Regions from separate parts of the Bicyclus anynana genome. Here region 1 is linked to region 2. Evidence: chromatin contacts called from public Hi-C data. All regions are on one chromosome and are shown on one strand. The core of a region is the stretch at or near the end of the contact, and the rest is flanking DNA. Distances in the headings are between cores, read along the strand shown.

What was found. A called contact is a pair of places that touch in the nucleus more often than the background predicts.
Region 1: a contact with region 2 is called in a Hi-C map of whole body, with 2.2 times the contacts expected there. The contact joins two enhancer-like sites. A contact is called at or near these places in 2 of 2 Hi-C or Micro-C datasets (whole body and whole larva).

Annotation. Positions count from the first base shown.
Region 1 is chr21:11,239,379-11,246,501 of ilBicAnyn1.1, forward strand. LOC112046452 (metastasis-associated protein MTA3) reads right to left here. Exons shown (of 17, transcript XM_052888111.1): 2 at 2,412-2,573. Among protein-coding and RNA genes, the nearest start is that of LOC112046452, 21 kb to the right of the region's middle. Within about 2 kb of position 3,648, at least 7 of the 8 cell types and tissues checked have open chromatin away from gene starts, as enhancers often do.
Region 2 is chr21:11,183,554-11,190,146 of ilBicAnyn1.1, forward strand. All of the region lies in intron 3 of LOC112046452 (metastasis-associated protein MTA3), which reads right to left. Among protein-coding and RNA genes, the nearest start is that of LOC112046439, 46 kb to the left of the region's middle. Within about 2 kb of position 2,183, at least 7 of the 8 cell types and tissues checked have open chromatin away from gene starts, as enhancers often do.

The DNA.
Region 1 (7,123 bases), core at 2,398-4,897, 57 kb after region 2:
TCGGGACACCCTCTATATCTTCGGGTCCAGTTATCGGATCTCAATCGTATGCAGCTGGATCACGTCGGATTTAAAACAAAAAAAAAACAGCCACATAATCAGTTCATTACTTCAAAAGCTACGATGTTACGGACTAACACCTCAGACCAATTATTGTATAGGACCTGCCTCGCTAGGTGTTACTTTTCTGTCAAAGTATATGATCAATGATCTAATGCGATTATAAAAGCTGTCTCTATAGAATCGACGTTAAATAGTTGTAATCGTGTTCGTCGATTAAAGAGCTCCGTAAAAACACCTTTTTGTGTAGTTGAATGGTGTGAAAAATGGACAAAAACTTCTAGTTTATTTAGTATAAGATTTATACCAAATCTAAGCTCGCTTTCCTCAGAAAATGACAGACAATTTTTGGTTGTGACTATGAGTGCGATACAGGTCCTTCTATAATTGGTCTGAGGACATACACAGATACACAGAAAAACTTATTTACGTCGGGGAATCAAAAAAAAATATGTTTATATAACTACGGATTACATAGAAGCTTCTGGATACCCCGCTGAGAGCAATACAGCTCATGGTAGTCGTAGGTACTTAATATAGGATAATGGTCTATTTATAGACAATAATCAAGCGCACTTATAGCCACACGGGTTGCGCTGACGTGGCCCATTTGCAAACTAAATATGGATCCAAGCTATTTCTAACCAAATTACCGATTCTATTTTGAATGTAAACATTTTACATAACATAATGCATGGCGAAACTATAAAGGTTCCTGGTGGATCTATGGGCAGGGCACATAGTTCGAAAAGCCGATGGACGTTATGGACCCAAGGTGCTGGAATGGCGACCTCGCATAAGAAAGCGCAGTGTTAATCGACTCCCACCAGGCGGACTGACGACATCAAGCGAGTTGCAGGGATTCGCTGGATGCAGGCGGATCAGTATCGTGATGTTTGGAAGTTCCTACAAAAGGCCTATGTCCTGCAGTAGACGTCCATCGATGATGATGGATACTAATATGTAACTCTCTTAAGTTTGTATGAAGTTACTGCATCTCCACAATTACAAAAAAAAAACACTCAATCAATCGGTGCATATCAGTAGCTACATTCATAGGATCCTACAAAAAAGCTCCCATGCATCCTTATAGAAACTTCTTGGAGTAGTGGAAAAGCAATGAAAATTGATCGGATATCTTAAAACAAAAAGCTCATATCGATAGCTTCTGGACTAATATATACCACACAATGAGACCCATAGAGGCCGATGTAAAATGCAGTATTACCACATTTAAGTTATAGCTAATAGTGGATCTTATGGCACCACATAATTAAGCCATACATTTTGTACTGCCTATTGTCATTTCACAATTCCGGTAAATGCAAGCGTAATTACGCATAATTTACTTTGACTCGGTAATGTTTGACACTCGAGAACCATCAATTGCATTGATTTCAAGTCCATTTACTTGAAGGGAAATTATTGAAACCTCAACCGTAGGAATAATCTCACGTGCCTGCAGCGTATAAGATAAAACTGATCGTATGTTGTGACATCATGCCGATCACGACCAACACACGATCAGTTTTATTAGACGTCAAGCCGTTAGCGCTCCAGGCATATGAGATTACTTGATCGTCAGTGGCTGACATAAGATGCCACACATTTAGACTCACAGGTCACACTTATAATATTTTTACGTCAGGCGTTGAAAGAATAGTAGATTTAATTTGGTTAAATGTGTATGTAAGTTTTGTTAATTAGTTAAAGTTTAAGTAGGTAATTGAATTGCGGAGAGACATTATCACTCTGTGATAAAGTTCATCAATAAAGATTTAGAAAAATGGAGCTCCAAATTCACCACATTCAAAACTCCATAATAATTGTCTATCGTACTTATCTATGGTGCGGTAGGACTTGGGAGCATGTTGTTCTCAACAGAGAGGTCCTGGGTTCGATTCACAGCTCGGTTCAAATTAGGAGTTCATATTTTCAAAATTGCCTCAGGTGGTACCAAACAAGCAAAAACAAGCGTTATCGCGTAGAAATCGAAAGGGGTGTAAATTTTCATCCTCCTCCTAACAAATTAGCCCGCTTACATCTTAGATGGCATCATCACTTACCATCAGGTGAGATTGTAGTCAAGGGCTAACATGTAAAGGCAGCCTTCCGTTCTTGGCGACGCGACCGTCTTTGTTTAGTGATCCATATAAATTCATACTAAACAGTGGATCGTGCGACCTGGTCGCGGTCGCAGGTCGCGGTCGCTAAAAACGGAATGCTACCTTTAAGAATAAAAAAAGGACGAGGCATAAGATCTGACTATCAGAGGTACCATATGATGACTATATGAGGTATGAGGGAGGTCTCGCTATCGCAGGCTCTCGTCCAGCAAATCAATAACTCACTTTGATGCTTATCTGCTAATTGTATGAGAGGGTTGGGCAGGTCCCGCCGCCTGTAGAAGCACATGACTTTCGCTTCCACGTTGCCGGACGGCGTCTTGTTTAGTTCCTCTATCCGCCGGATTTGGTACGGAGACGTCGACGACGTCTCGAAATAGACGCAGTCTGTTGACAAACAAACAGTTTTATATTAATTACATTTATTATTAATTAAGTGTAATTTAAAAATATGTAATAATTATTGTGATAACACAATAGGTTACGGACAAGAAAGACAGTAAAATAATATAATAGTTTAAAAAACTAAAAAAACACGCCTTTAGCACGCACTAATTTTCGTATTCCTGACAGCAAACTCTTTCATTTGATATCCATATCATGGGGGTGGATTTCAAACAACCAGTCCGCCATCTCGGGGAGGCCGCCATATTGGATTTGTAATGACGTTTCTTAGCTAGTCATGTATTGTCATCAGAACTCAGAGCGTGTGCAAAATTTCATCCTAATCGAAGACCGGAAAGTGGGTCAAATTAAGATTCCAAGATTTGTTTTTCTTACATACATAGTTACAAGTGAAGCTAATATATGAGTGTTAAAAAAGTCCAGTATAGATTTATAATGCATGGACGCTGGCCTTTTTGACAACCTTTGACACGACCAGATGACTTGGAGAGTAAACTATATAAAATCAATTAATATCTAGAAAGAGTACTAGAGAATCATACACGAAACACGAGATCAAAATCTATAGTAAGACTAAACACCAAAATAAGTAGACAAACCATTACCTACTCCAAAATACATAGGTGATCGTTTACGGTTTCATCCAAGTCTAATAGAGATTACAGTAAAATTATCTCGGATATCTATCCAAATAGTACTTAAGTATTTGACAAGATCAATACTATGACTTTACGAATAAACCTCTGAATCAATAACGTATAGGCACTAAATTCACCTATAAGAGACGAAACCATACACTAAAAATAATAATAAAGTAGCCAAACAAACCGTTACTAGCAGACTTACTCTAAAATGCATAATTTACTGTTCCGTCATAGTAAAGCAAAGATTATAGTAAACATATCTCAGACTCCTATCCAAACAGTAAGTATTTGACACGATCAGCACGATGAGTTTAGAGTAAACCTCTTAAAAGCCTATCAATATCGAGTAGGCACTACAACTACTCGGCTTTATTAGGCTGAGCGCCAACCGGTTCCGCTACGCGACGACGAGCGACGGAACGAAAGCGAAACGCATGGGAACGAGATCTTGAAGTGAGGATCAGTTACGACGCAAGATACGGCGGTGTGGTGCGAACGTATTACGCCAGCTACACACGTTCAAGTATACTATTTGCAGCGTGCTGAATGTGGTTCAAATCAAATCGAAATCTTATTCACTGCCCACTGCGCTGCAGAATTGACGGTTCAATGGTGTAGCTGGCGTTAGGGACTTTTTACCCGACTGCAAGAAGGGTTATGTTTTTCGCGCGTATCTTGTATGTATGTAATATTCTTTATTACCTCATATCTTCCAAACCGTTGAACGGATTTACGTAATTAAGCTATCGTTAGATTCGTCTTAATTACCCAAGTGTTTTTAGATAGGTATTGTTAAATAAACCAACACTTCGACTGTGAGACGCTATAGACTCAAGATAAGAAAAAAAACTAAAAAATAAGTAATGTTAAATTACGACCAACAGTTGACAACATCTGCCTTAAAAGGAGGAAAACAATCCTGTTTTAAGCGACACAAAATACACAAGCAGGAAGGAAAATTGTAACCTGATTTACTTTTTAGGTTTAGATTAAGATTGTAATGTTTTCTCGTATTATTAGAACATTTTCGTGTTATATAATTTTAATATGCGTATTATTGTTATGTACTTATAGATAGATCCGTAGAACCAAAGTCACTGACAGATCTCAGCGATTCGCTAAGTTGAAGTGGTAATGGGCAGGGCATATAGTCCGAAGAGTCGATGGACGTTGGGGTCCCAAGATATCGAAATGGCGTCTCCGCACCGGAAAGCGTAGTGTTGGTCGACCCCCACTTGGTTTGAGCCGCTGGATGCTGGCGGTTCGAGACCGTGGTGTTTAGAAGTCTATGCAAGAGGTCTCGGCCAGCAGTGGACGTCCATCGACTGTTTATGGTGATGATGATGACTTATAAATATTTTTATATGTTTAAATTTTTTTTTGACAAGAAAACAGGCTAATTTTGAATCCCGAAAAATAAATGATTAGTGTTTCATTGATGAAAAACTGAATTTCACGCGCGAGTCCGTTGGTCTTAATATAAAACGGTGTATCAATATTTAGCATCAAACTCATGCGCATCAACTTGACACATGGCTAAAAAACACAACCATAAAAACACCATTCGAGTCAAGTTGATACGCACGAGCTGTAGAGCGACAATACCGTAGTGATCTTAGTTGAAGTTATCGTCATCGAGATACTCGCGGCTCGTAAATAACTTTCAGTTCCAATCTCCGAGTGTATATTGGACATTCATGTCTACGCAACGTTATCACCGCAATAAATAACAGCATCCTCAACAAATGGCATCGCCTGTTCTATCTTTTCAGTCACATATTTTATAACATTTATATAAATAGTTTACAAAACTGTTACTAAATCCTGCTCATCACAGATACTGCTTACATGTAATAAAGGTAATATTATGACGATTACAACTTTTGAATCGTTATATCTCAAAAACGGTTGCTCGTAGAAAAAAAAATTAATAATTCTTTGTAGATAATTTTATGATCTAGAATTTTTGTTTGAGGTATTTTTGATAAAACTTGTCATTTTGCTGAAAATCGCGAAAAACTAATTTTTTGACCTTTGACCTTGAATAATTTTTTTTCCTTACATGGGAAAGTTGGGGAACTTTCAAATTTTATTTTTAATGATATTTTAAACAATCTTACCGATATTCAGCTTGGTGGGAATTTAGGTAACTTCGAATGTCTAAATTGACCGGACTATAATATTTTTTGTTTTAAAGTTGATTTTATAATATTTTGTGTTTATACAAAAATAATAGACCCGGTTTTTGCAGAATAGATAAAAAAAGTATTTTAAATCGAGTGAAGCATAACCTTGTCGGACAATTTTCAGGGAGAAATTTTTAAAATTTACAATTAAACAATTGATTACGTACTATCAAGCTAATTATTGTGAATAGCTAGACTAACTAACTGCGAGTGAGTAGGAATTAAAAAAACAACATAAAAGAAGTACCGAATACTTGAAAAAAAATTGATTGTATGTAATTTCGTTTACTGACCATAGTTGAACGTGACAACGTCATAATAAGAAAATACTGATGGAATGGTTGCATTTTTCCAAAGAAAATGTTCGTTTTTCTAAAGTACTGTTTAATAATCTTCATAGACCATTTATTTCTTGTACAAAAGAGTCGTGATAGCCCAGTGGATATGACCTCCGATTCCGGAGGGTGTGGTTTCGAATCGGGTCCGGGGCAATCACCTCCAACTTTTCAGTTATGTGCATTTTAAGAAATTAAACAACACGTGTCTCAAACGGTGAAGGATAACATCGTGGGGAAACCTGCATACCAGAGAATTTTCTTAATTCTCTGCTTGTGTAAAGTCTGCCAATCCGCATTAGGCCGGCGTGGTGTACTTGACCCTCAGACCAATTATTGTATAGGACCTGCCTCGCTAGACGTTACTTTTCTGCTAAAGTATATGATACAACGATCTAACGCTATTATAAAAACTGTCTACAGAGAATCGATGTTTCATAGTTGTAATTGAATTCGTCGGTTAAAGAGCTGCGTAAAAAAACATTTTTATGTAGTTGAATGGTGTAAAAAACGGACAAGAACTTCTAGTTTAGTATAAGATATGCACCAAATCCAAGCTCGTTTTGTTCGGAAAATGACAGACAATTTTGTTCGTGAATATGGGTGCAATACTGGTCCTTCTATAATTGGTCTGAGACTTGACCTAACCCCTCTCAAACTGAGAGAGACTTTAGCACAACAGTGAGCCGAATATGAGTTGATAACGAATGAACAAACGAAATAAAAATTGTAAACATTTCAAACTAGCGGACGCCCGAGACTTCGTCCGCGTGAAACTGGATGTAAACTTTCAACTACCTCTACCCTACCCTACCCGTAAAAAAAAGAATAAAAGTAATTAGTAAAAAGTATCCTATGTCCTTCTCCTGGCTCTAAACTACCTCCCTGCCAATTTTCAGCTAAATCGGTTCAGCCGTTCTTGAGTTATAAGTGGAGTAACTAACACGACTTTCTTTTATATACATACTAGCGGACCCGGTCAAGCTTCGTTTTGACATAAGTGCACTTATTCTCTATCCCTACTCTACCCTTCTATACCTCTACCCCTACCCTACCGCTACCCTACCCGTACCCCTACCCTACCCCTACCGCTTGACTCTTAAACGTTTGTATGGGAAATAGAAAAGGGCAGTTTTTAGGGTTTTCCCGGAAATTATTTGATTTTTTCTCACCTTTTAAATCTTCACTATACCTCCACGAACATTTCAAGACCAAGATAAGATAAATCCGTTAAGCCGTTCTCGAGTTTTAGCGAGACTAACGAACAGCAATTCATTTTTATATATATAGAAGATATAGATATCAAGTCAGAACAAAATCATCACCACGGATGTCTCCGCTCAGGAAGTAACGACATCACATGAATT
Region 2 (6,593 bases), core at 933-3,432:
GTCATGGCACGTAGCAGAAACAGACGCAGTTACATTTAAAACCAAAGTAAGAAAAAGCAGCCTCTAGCTAAATATAAGTCCGTGAATAATGTATACTATGGTATAATCCTACTACGGAATGTGCTTTCCTAGAAGATGCTTTATTGTCTTGACTTGAATATATCCACATTAGAGGTGGTAGGCAAACCGAAGCTGGAAAGGCAATTCATATATTTGCAATGTGTATTTGAGAGACGTGACAGCATAGTGGATATAAAATCTGCCTTCGATTCGGAATCAGTTGTGGGTTTTTCATTCATCGCTACACGCCTCCCGCGCGGAACATCGAGAGTGTTACGTACGCAGTTGCCAAGCTATAGTAAAATTCTCCTTTATTTTTAAATCATTTAGTAGGTACGATATAAATGGACTAAGTAAGTTGCTTAGTTATAACTCTATTTTCGACCAGTATAGTAATCCTAGCCTACTAACATTATAAACGCGAAAGTTTGTATGGATGTTTGGATGTTTGTTACTTTTCAACGCCGCTACTACTGAAGCAATTTGCCTGTAATTTAGAAGGTAAATTAGTTTTACTCTGGATTAACACATATGCTATATTTTTAATCCCGAAAAATCCATGGTTTCCCGAGATTTGTGAAAACTGATGATTTTGATGATATGAATGTTTATTACTGTTTCACGCCTCGACTACTGAACCAAATTAGCTGAAATTTGGTATTGAGATATGTTATAGTATGGTTTAACACATAGGCTACTTTTTATCCCGGAAAAGTCCATGGATCCCGAGGGATTTGTGAAAAACTAAATTCCACGCGGACGAAGTCGCGGGCGTCCGCTAGTGTAACAATATTGTAATGTACATAGAGCACAGGAAGCTCGCTCGTCTGTTTCAGGTGGGGTGCGCTGTATCACTTCTTATCTAATCTATTCTATGGTGGCATTGTCAGCGCTATGGACTCAAGATTAGGATTCACTAGAACAGCTTTATTCCGATCGCCATATAATCATATATCGTGGTTTGGTTTATAATGTTTGTACGTTTGTACCGGCACTTTGTACTAGTGGCGTGCACTTCATAGATGCAATAATGCACTGCCTATCCTGGGGATTCATTATGAACTTATTTTGGAGAAGGAATTTTCGTTTTGTACAAGTTTTTGACGGCTTCCGTGGCGCAGTGGTTTGCGCGGTGGACTTACAAGACCGAGGTAATGGGTTCGATTCCCGGCTGGGCCAATTGAGGATTTCTTAATTGGTCCAGGTCTGGCTGGGAAACTTTGGCTATAGCTAGTTATCATCCTACCGGCAAAGACGTACCGCCAAACGATTTAGCGTTTCGGTACGGTGAAACCGAAAGGAATGTGGATTTCATCGTCATCGTTGGACATCATCACTTACCATCAGGTGAGATTGTGTTCAAGGGCTTACTTGTAGAAAATAAAAAAAAAATTACGTATAATGCTCACGCTAGTTAAAAACCTTGTGAATGCCACTGTCTTTTACAGGTAAATAACGATTCTTCGTCACATAATAACATCGTTTATAGGCTTCAATAGCTCCATGGTAGAGAGGCTAGATTCAACTGAGAGGTCATCGGTTCGATCTTCGTCCGTGGGACAATTATCGTACCGATTTCTTCATGTCCTTCCGATTAATCGGAGGGCAACAAGAATATTGCTTATGTGTATAAGATTTGGCAATTATTATTTTTTATCAAGGTGATCGAAACAAACAAAAAATAATGTATCATAATAAGATATAATTATAGAACTTATTTAGTCTATGTATGTAATATTCCAGTATGTATTATTGTATATATCATTATTATAATATGGTTGGAAGAATTTTCATGTTCGGCGAAAACCTTACAACACGACTCTTTCGGCAATTTAATAAATTCGGATTATGGATCCACACGCGTCACTACGCAACTAATTAAAGCGTAGGCAAAGAGAAAATGGCAATCTGTGGAGCCCCTCCCCCCGCTAGTGGGGGGGTTGGTTACGTGTGCCCCCTTGGGGTGGTCGGGTGTATGGTTTTTCTGCTCGGGCATCCTTTGCTTACTTATTGATCCAGTCAAATGTGTGGAGGTGGCGCGGTGGGTGGCGCGCCCGCCCCCCCACCTCCCGAAGGGGGTACGTCCAAATAAATCTGCCCGCTCGCGAAACACCGCAGTGACAACAGCGGCCGATGGTAAGACGCGGCCGTAGTCTCCGAGCCGCAAGCCGCAAGCCGCAGCGTGCGGCCGCGACGTGAGCCGCAAACGGCATTTTAATTGAAATCATTTCCATCGGAAGGCAGCGGCGGGCGCGACCTTAGAAACAGGCATGCGCGCGACCGCCGAGGGTACCCAACTACCTAGTGTTAAGCCGCGACGCTCCTGCTATTTCCACGGGGGTCAACGACACCCGCCATTTAAATAAAAGATACAACTATCACTCGTGTCGGCCGGAATCTGTAATTCAAACGAGATGTCCAACACGTAAGCTGAGCCCGATAATGAGCAGCCAGTATGGGTAATTGTTATTCAAATGTCTACATTTATTCGTTTCAACAAACTATAAACACACATAGGAGTTTCTTCCGATTCATGGTCGTAAACGTGATCATGGAAAAGATAATTTTACTTAAAAACGAGTGAGCAAGGAAGCCGCATAAAATTATAATAAATTGCAGCGTTTACGAATTTATAAACTGGAATGCGACAGCGAAAAATTATTGTCAGCTTGACAAGCAACCAAAGGATCACATGCACCCTAGGTTCACCAACCTTATTTATATAAAATGATTTTTTTTATTATTTACAAGTTAGCTCTTGACTATAATCTCACCTAATTGTAAGTGGATGAAATCCACACCCCTTTCGGTTTTTACACGACATCGTACCGAAACCCTAAACGCTTGGCGGAACGTCTTTGCCGGTAAGGTAACTAGTCATGGCCGAGGCCTCCCGCCAGCCAGACCTGGACCAATTAAGAAAAGAGATCGAACCCAGGACCTCTATCTTGTAAATGCACCGTGCATAACATTGCGACACGCGGGCCATCAAAAAAAATCATAATATTTGAAAATAAGTAACCATTCTAAATCAAACATTATAACACATTGGGTCAGCGTGGTGGGTCTAAGCTCCAAATCCGTCCCCGAGCCTGGCCTAGCTCGTAGGCCATTAAAAATAAGTTAACGACGGACGATCGATTTATAAAATGTCTCAATAAAAAATGTATACGACTACAATAATTTATATTTACTGTTACTGAAACATTATTGAAGCTCATAAACCTTGAAAGCGCACCGGACATAACTATAAAACCGGCCAAGTGCGTGTCAGGCAACGCACATTGTAGTGTTCCGTAGGTTTAATAAGCACTACATAATGATACTTAATTAAAACTTCCTAGTAGTGATAGTCGCTGAGCTAGACAGACAGACAGACGGACATGGCGACACAATAAGGGGGATGTTGACTACGGAACCCTAAGAACGATACACCGGATTGTTCTCCAGTCCTCATAAACTTGTACTTATTCGTAGTATTCCTAGTAATAACGAAACGAAAATCACCTCCTGCCGTCTCTCTGAATGTAAGTATACTTAGATCATATAAACCAAGAAAAGGATATTAATTCGGTTTTCAACAATAGATAGTCTCAAGACTCAAGAGGTCACTACGGATAGTCTTTTATGATAACTAAGTTTGGCTACATGGACGAAGTCGTAGGCGCCCGCTAGTTAGTTGCAAAGAAGTACGAGTAAGTCGCTAGACGGTTATGATTATACGGGTATCGTGTATAGACCGGGATCCGTGGAACATTTTTACAATTGATTACTATCAAGTTAATTTTCCAGTCCTACAAATTGCGTGGTGCATTATCTCGTTCCGACGCTCAGAAATTTTCATTACCCGGTAACCCAGTTGGCTACCAGAATCAACCGGATCCTGGGCTTTGTCAACTTATATGAGTACTTAAATTTACAATTATATACTCAAATCAGCCAGCTGATTTATTCGCCGACATTTTGCCAATGGATTAAGGTATAGGTACCACTGGATTCCTTGGCTTTGCTGGTGTTCTTTTCACTATTTCCGGTTAATGGCTACGATACATAAGTCTCATTACTATTTTTGGGATAGTAGTTAAATTTTTCATAATATAACATAATGAAGACTTTGACTTTAACCTTTACAAGTTTACAGTGACCAACTATGAGTTAGGGTTGCCATAATTTATCGGAAAATAAAAATGTACCTACTCTTAGATACTTGCTTATCTAACCAACAAAAAAATATTTTTTGTAAATGAATTTTTTATAAAAATGAATTTGGCGGTAAAATCGGGATCTATTTTGATGACTTACAAAAATTAACAAGTAAATAAGCAAGTTACTATTATAGACAGTATAAAAGACGGGAAAAACACATAAGTCATTGCAGAGTGCATTTTTCAGTTTCGGTTGTCTGGAGGGATCACGGCCGCTGGCCCGGTAATTTCAATCGCGTATAATTATAGCGCACTAACAGAACCCTCGCGGTTTTACCCGCGTAGTCCCCATTTCTGTGGGGATGCGGGGATAATAAATAGTCTATGACACTCACAAATAACGTGGCTTTCTCTTGGTAGAAGAACTTTATAAATCCCCTACAACCTCAGAAACTTTAAAATTAGTATAAATATAGGCTATAACTTTAGCCTTCCTCAATAATGAGCTTTTCAATACTGAAATATATTTCAAACGGACACATTCAAACTCAACGCTAGACTGCGACCACTTAAAATGAAAATAAAGAAAAGCAGGATTCGCTTACAAGCACTCTTGAAACGTCAGGTATGTCTGTGTGATTAATGACCACCACCATATTTACCCAATAATACCAATTTGTATAATAAAAAAAACCAAGATATTCGGCATTGGCAGCCCTAACTGCGGTGCATACTCGTGGTAGGTTTTGTAGGTACTTGTGGCATTGTAATACCAAATGAGCAGTTTAAACAAAAGCATGAATGCCAGTGCAGGCCATTTAGGCTGGCATACATATTTATGCTTTTGTGTTTTAATTTTTTTTTTATTGTACAAAAAATATCTCAGCACTGCGGACTTTTTTGTTACCGTAGCCGATGATGTGTTCATTAATTTTGTACTTACTGTATGTACTGTACACTCAAATATAACGAAGCGAGTGTACTGCAATTTTACGATAGTAGTTCGATCTATTTGAAACTAGATTTTTTGTTACCTGCGCCTCGAACTTTTAAGTTGTGTGCATTTTAAGAAATTAAATATCACGTGACTCAAACGGACAAGGAAAAAAATCGTGAGGAAACCTGCATACCAGAGAATTTTATTAATTATCTGCACGCAGAGAATTCAATCCAATCCGCATTAGGCCAGCGCGGTGGTGGACAAGTTGTCGATCGGATCGGTTGTGAACTGTTGATAGCAAATATATACATTCCCATACATTTTTAAATATTCGAAGCGTTAGCGTTTGTAGAAAGAGAATCTACGTGCCACATGGCTAAAAGTCCTGATGGCCACAAGAGTCGCGAGTCGCAACGTTCCAAGTATTTTTGATCTTTTCTGGGTCAAAGAAAAAACTTTTTCGAATTAGACAGAATTGCACTATATTATAGCGATTGGATCGAGTTAAGAGCGGCCGCGTGGACGTTTCTTTAGCATAGTCACTTCGTGGGACGCGAATTCCGAATAGACTATGCGCTGTCATTGAGGGCTTATAGTGCAAGTCCTGAGTGGCAGCGGATCGCCTCTCAGAATACAGAAAACACCAGAAACCACGTTCAGCCGTCATTATAAAAGCACGCAGTGTGTCCAAAACTTGCACATCACACAGCACGGCATACACAGTGACTAATCGCTTGTTCGTGAAATTACGAGTACACCAAAAAAGAGTAATTTCGACGGTTGCATTCCTATGTGCGATCATACCTTCTGGAGTTTTCTATATTCTGAGGATGTATGTGGAATATTATGTAGTATAGTAGGTAAATATAATAATAATATAAAAATAATAGTATAGTGGGTACATTTAAACTTGGGAATTAATTTGATTGTTGGTTTAAATACTGTAGGTACTTTAATGTTATATAATTTTTCTTTTCGTTCTTTTTTATAATTTTAAAAACTAGTTATAAGTTTTAATTTGGTTTGGCTATGAATATAGGTTTATGTTGAATGTTTTCGTGGTGGCACTTGGAACTGGGTCCTAGCTGAAAATCAGCGCTGTATGTTTTTCGTATATAGAGCTAGGACCCTTTTCTAGGTTATGCCACATATCGCAAGGTATTATTCTTAAATAATTGTGATGTGTGGCATAATGTAGTAATAAATACATTTTCTTTCTTTCTTTCTTTCTTTCTATTGTAAGAAACGTCAACGCACCTACTCGCACTTACGACAATTTCAAACTTGTCGAGTAATTATTAATTTATTACGAATAATACTCACGATAGTTTAATTATTGTAAAAAGCTGTCGAGTATTTGTTTCGTCCGCCAAGGATTCCGCATACGCTATGCTGTAACTCAGGACGTACACTTATTGAGAACAGAAGTCTTACGCGGGGTTATACGA